Regions from separate parts of the Arabidopsis thaliana genome. Here region 2 is linked to region 1. A link is a contact called in public capture Hi-C data. All regions are on one chromosome and are shown on one strand. The core of a region is the stretch at or near the end of the contact, and the rest is flanking DNA. Distances in the headings are between cores, read along the strand shown.

The links. Capture Hi-C pulls out chosen DNA fragments and counts their contacts.
Region 2: a contact with region 1 is called in a capture Hi-C map of seedling, with 2.0 times the contacts expected there. A contact is called at or near these places in 4 of 26 Hi-C or Micro-C datasets (leaf and root) and 3 of 3 other capture datasets (root, seedling and shoot).

The regions. Positions count from the first base shown.
Region 1 is chr1:24,905,713-24,908,908 of TAIR10.1, forward strand. It overlaps SWEET6 (Nodulin MtN3 family protein), which reads right to left and starts at 1,524. Exons shown (of 1, transcript NM_105348.1): 1 at 739-1,524. The coding sequence starts at 1,524. The coding sequence ends at 739.
Region 2 is chr1:24,990,379-24,993,574 of TAIR10.1, forward strand. LUP5 (Terpenoid cyclases family protein) reads right to left here and starts at 1,665. Exons shown (of 18, transcript NM_001334259.1): 1 at 1,265-1,665. The coding sequence starts at 1,281. It overlaps SVL2 (SHV3-like 2), which reads right to left. Exons shown (of 8, transcript NM_105368.3): 7 at 2,755-3,196; 8 at 2,008-2,654. The coding sequence ends at 2,368.

The sequences.
Region 1 (3,196 bases), core at 274-2,773:
ACTCTCCGGTAGCCTTTCTTAACCATCCTCTCCGGTTTAGGAGCCATGTTTTTAATTTTCTTGGCCATGAACAATATGCCTCATTGTGTTTAGGTAGTGTGAGAAAATTGGAGCTTATGTGAACAAAACTTCTTATTATTTCAGTGGTATTCCCTATTGGACTACTTTTGTTTTTTTCATCTTTCCACTTACACTTTAATGGGAATGGGCTATGGGCTGATTTAGTCTCATGTTCAACACTACAAGCCCTAATCCTAATTCTTGTTATGAAATTCACCAAAATATTTGGACCAAAGAGCTGATCAAACCAAGTTTGTATCTGTTTCTAATCCTTTACTCGGTTCTAGGGAAATCGAGTTAATATTTGTTTCTATTTATTTGGGAAACTTTTCAGGCAATCAAGTCTAGGGAGAGAATTCTTGTTGATAAATTTTGGATAAATGACTCATTGATTAATTGAAGAATAAGTACAAACTATGGGTTAACATTAGTTGCATTTTTAGTGAATTTGTTCAAGAAACATCAACGACTTTTTCTCAATTTTCACTCTTGAAGAAATGGTCCTCAAACAAAAAAAAATGACCAAAGAGAGAAGTCATATTTTTAAAAGAGTCTACGGCTTCTGAGAACTATGGACAACGAAATTTGACTTATTCGCATATTACAGTCCTAAAAATATAAAAAAAATCCTAGATGATTATATAATAAACTTACAGTGAATAACATGAAAAGACCAAATCAAACGCCGCTAACTCTTTTGTTTAAATATGGGATGTTCTCGGGTTCAGTTTGAGCGATCGCATTGGATAATCCGACTTCACCAACGTAACCGAGTCGGTTCTTCCTTTCCTCCATTATCCCTTTGGTAGATTTGTAGTAGGTACCATACAATATTAACTGTACTAGTCCAAAAACACACCCAATCCCATTTGGTATAGCCAGGAATGGATCAAAAGGCACAAAGCCATAAATTGTCCAAACACCTGCGTTTAGAAAACCAACTACCGATAACAAAAACGGCATGAACTCCAAACTTTTTGTTTTTATTACCATTTTCATGACAGACAATGGAGAAGCATACATCATAGCGTTGAAAACGCAAGATACAATCCCAACGCTTATCGTCCGTTGATCGGTAGTGTGTTCGAGAGTTAAGACCAAAACCGCAAGGGTAGCCACAAACACAACTTGAACGGTTAAAACAGCGGATATTACCAACCGATGTTGTTGACGACCACAAAATACAAAAAAGATTGTAAGGAAAACGATTTCGATCGTGATTCCTATACCGCTTATTGTAACGAGCAAGGTGCTATCAGGATGAACCATAGGAAGTCCATAAAGAGCACGAACCAAACAGTTTAGGAGAGTCGCTAAATATGGCAATGGTGAGTATTTTTCCACTGACTTCTTTTTCACTATGTGTATAAACGTTGGCGTTGGCGATAGAAACAAACATAGAGAGATGAAGTTTCCTAATATACCAACAATCTTCCGAATAAGATTCAACTGTTCATGCACCATATTGTTATGATGAAGGGTAGTTATCTTGAAAGAAATATAAAAAGACAAAATAGAAGAAGAAGGCAAAAAGCAAATTTGAGTAAGATTGCTCGATAGAGTCATGGTGAGTAGTTCATTTTCATAGCGGACAACACGTGGAAACATTTTCCACGGGAGGAACAACACATGGATATATCAGAAGAAGTTAAACACACACACAAAAAAAGTCCAAACACATCGATCCACTACCAAGAACAAAAAACGTTGGACAATGGATATGAAAAATTTGGGTTGCGTAAAATATCTATAATATTCAATTTAATAGTATGCTTAGGGATATCAAAATGGGTAACCCAACTCAACTTAACTCATAATCAAATGAGTTTAAATGAGTTGGGTCAACCCATAACTCATTTAATTTAATGGGCTGAGTTGTTAAATGGATTAACCCATTTAAGTAATAATTTAATTAATTATTATTATAAAATAATAATAAATAATTATCATTATTAATTCATTATCATCAAACTTAGGATATTTACGGATTCCACTTTTTATTGGTTTACGTTTTTGGCGGGAAAATCACGGGTTTACGTTTTTGGCGGAAAAATTATAGGTTTACGTTTTTGGCGGAAAAATTATAGGTTTACGTTTTTGGCGGGAAAATTACCGCTTTACGTTTTTGGCGGGAAAATTACGGATTTACGTTTTTGACGGGAAATTCACGGGTTTACGTTTTTGGCGGGAAAATCACGGATTTACATTTTTGGCGGGAAAATCACGGGTTTATGTTTTTGGCGGGAAAATCACGGATTTACGTTTTTGGCGAGATAATCACGGGTTTACGTTTTTGGCGGGCAAAACACGGGTTTACGTTTTTGGCGGGAAAATCACGGGTTTACGTTTTTGGCGGGAAAATCACGGGTTTATGTTTTTGGCGGGAAAATCACGGATTTACGTTTTTGGCGGGAAAATCATGGGTTTACGTTTCTGGCGGGAAAATCACGGATTTATGTTTTTTGGTGAAAAAATTACGAGTTTACTTTTTCTCAATTTCATCGCTTGTATATTTAAGAAATTTGGAAAAATATTAATTTTATTAAATTGGTTTAGATGTGTTGGTTAAACTTAAATTGGCATTGATTTAGAGATTTTAGTTGGTTTAATTCAATTTTACAAAACTTGATAGTTTAATTGGGTAACCCATTGAAACCATTAACCATTACAACCCAACTCATTTTACTCATCAAACCAATTGACTCATCAAACCAATTGACTCATCAACTCATTTGACCAATCAACTCATTTGAGTCAAAAATTTTAACTCATTAGGGTTCATGGGTTGAGTTGAGTTGAGTTGACCCATGAATTTTGACCCATTTTGACACCTCTAAGTATGCTATTCATTTAGACTGGAGTCAGAAAATTCGAATAATCATAAATTTATGGAACATATATAATATTCTTAGTACAATATTCATTATTTTTGGGTGGATACTGATAACAAAATGAGAATTACCCAAAAATATTACATTCTTAATTAAATTTTTAGTCTAAAAGTATTATTACTAATTTATTTTTCCAATTATACCAAAACAAAATTGTATTTCCAACCAAAATAAATTACAAATTACAAATAAAATTAAAATTTCTATTTAGGTTCTTTCTGAAATTTCCATTAGTTTCTGTCAGT
Region 2 (3,196 bases), core at 415-2,914, 85 kb after region 1:
ATCAAACTGACCGATCTAACCAGCTAACCAAAATCCAAATAAACCGCGATAACCGAGATACACCGTTAATTGGTAAAGATATTATAACCTACAGTCAAATCAATTATTTCATGCCATGAATTGTTTGTAAATGTTTTCTTTCAAATTGTTTTGTCTGGTAGTTCGGTTGCAAATGTAAATTATTTGTTCGGTTGCAAATGTAAATCCCACCAAATTGTTTTGTCAGGTTGTTCGGTTGCAAATGTAAATTATTTGTTCGGTTGCAAATGTTAAGTCCCACCAATTTAAAGTTGTTCGGTTGCAAATGTAAATTATTATATATTTTTTGGAAATGTTCTTACTTTGCAAACTGTCTAAATGGTAAACACTTTTGCATCTGATTATTAATAATATTAAGTACTAATAAATGATTATGGTTATGGTAATAACACTCATAATAAATCTTGTATTAATGCATAGCATGGGGAAAACAAAATGCTTTGAATAGTCATGTGATGAAAATCCCTTTGCTTGAGTGGGCTGGTGCATTGATGTGTTTAAACAACTTTTGACTTAGTCTCTAATGTGTTTTTAGTGAGTTAATATGAATGCAAAACTTTGAAGTACTATAAATGATTATGGTTATGGTGACACTTATCATTAATATTGTGTTAATGCATTGCATGGGAATAGTAAAATGCTTTGAATAGTCACGTGATGAAAATGTATAGTCACGTTCATCTCTATTGATAAATGATATTACTCAAATTAGTCGTAAATTTTACTTTTGCTGAAAACTAGTCTTCAATTTTTTAACTACTAGTTTCAATCAAAGCTTATTAAAAGATGATATTAAATATATTATATTTTTGTGATTTACTAAATTTCTATATTTTAAAACTAGTAGTATTTAATTGTTATTTTTTGAAATTTACAATTAAACAATAATCACTATTAACTATTATTGGCTATTGCATATAAATTTTTAAATATCTATCTTTTTAAAACAATTTGTTTTCCTGGAAATACAATAATAAGGAACAAAGGAAGTATTTAGCATGTACTCAATGAGATTTAAGTTTCTACTATCTAGTTTTTATGGGAGTATTTAGCATATACTCAATGGTTTTCTAGTTTCAGGTTCTTGTTTCAACTACTACTTAAGGTCATTTTGTATATGAAATTCGATCTTAAGTAACAAAAAGTAATGCTCGTTCCCAAAACTGTTGTCAAATTTACATAATGTGTATTCATTATTCAAAATATTTCACCTGCCTCCACTAACCTCCAAGTTTTCTTCATTCACCGTTATTAAAGCCAGACGACTCATAGGCATTGGCTTCTATGTGGGTAAATCTCAACACAGTAAAAAGAAAGGGGAAAGAACAAACGTTTATTGATCTTTGGAGATAAACTCGACTATTACAAGATGTTTTGGAAACGTGAAAGATTCATATAAAATAAAATAAATAAAAATATTAATAAAGAGAGAAACAAGACCTGAATAATTTCTTTGGAGCCATGTACGCACAAGGAAGGTTGTGGAATAACGAGAAGAGGAAGAAAAAGACCAGAAAAGAAGTGGAGAGAGAGTACATGATTTGTTTGAGATCTCTGAACAGTAATATCTTGCGTTAAGAGGAAACAAAAACAGAGGGAGAGAGTGATCGTTAAGGTGAAAGTGGTAATGGTGAAGGACCTAGTCATGGAAAGATTAGTAACCGTGGAGTCTTGTAATCATGTCTTTATTAGTTGACCCCCAAAAATACGAAATGGAGTGAGAAATAAATTTGATCCTTTTTGTTGGAAACATACAATACTATCTCTTATCTCGTAAAAATCTGTGTCTTCATCTATTAGATGACCAAAGAGGGTTTAGGGGACTTGTAAAGTCAATAATTTGATCAACTAAATTGGTGAATCACGTAATCATAACCTTGTGCGTCAAACAGGTGAAATCATACTATTATATATGGTGCTTAAATTGATGAATCAAAATAATTTTGTGAAAAATTGTATAGCTTTGGGTAAATAAATATCTTTAATATTTGAAGTTAGGTCGGCTTGTAAGGGGTCTATGTAAGGGTCTCTTATGAATTATGATCAATAAGAAACCAACTTCCAAGAAGTAACATTAATCTCCAAGAGAGACTAGGGTTAAGAGATGAAGTTTGCTTACATAGTTATCTCTTTTTCATGTTAAACAACGGCTACTATTACGAGATCGAAGTCTAAAGCTTTTTGGCTCATATCAACAGTAACCAAATGACATATATAAAACAAAAATGTAAACATGCACACATATAAACTCTACTCTCTCTCACACAAGGAAATCTTTATGAGGGTGGAAGACATTATAAACAGTGAAGAGATGTGATATAGCGTTGATCATAGAAGTAGAAGAGAGAGGAAAAAAACAGAGAGGAGAAGAGATAGCTTAAGTCGGGTTTGTCCGCTAGGTGCTTGAGCAATGGTTGAGGGAGTTCCAGGGGTTGAGGTTGGAGCTTTTGCTATAACCGGAGATAGTGGTGGCTCAGTGACATCAGCCTCTATGAAATCCTGGTTTGGAGCTTGTGCTGGAGGTAAGGACAGAGGACTCATAACGTTTAAGAGGCCACCGGGGTTAACTGGTAACATGTAAGGTGGTACTTCTTCTCTACCCAAACATCGATTCCCTGCAAAAGATAAACAAAGTTAGGCATTGGTATTGATCATTTTGTGTTGTGAGACCTTTTGGTGCAAGGGAACTCTGTGATGGTTCTATGAACCACTTACTTTTGTATCTTGCAGCTGTGAAAGGGAACTCTGTGATGGTTCCATTGATACCAGCTCCATAGATATATGCGTTTATCTCTACGGTTGCATCAGAGAAGAAGTCATATGCTTGAGAGACAAACTCATTCCTAAACAGTTCTACATAAACCGGGAGCTGAGACTTCTGCAACCTCTCCACAACATTGGTTTGGCCAGTGAGAAACGAATCAGAGTTAGGAAAGACTGAATCTTTGTTGATGACAACAGCGTTAGCGAACTTCTTTATGTCTTCGATGGCCGAGTCACGAATATTACCAATGGTTTCTTCAATTTTGTACACAGTCTCGTACTTGCTCTGCTTCTTGAAGTCAACTAGAACCGAGCTGTTCGTAGACTGAATCATGACCTTTGTTGTGGTTGTTCCATTGCTGTAACCAGCTTCGGTGAGTGTATCGAGAACCGC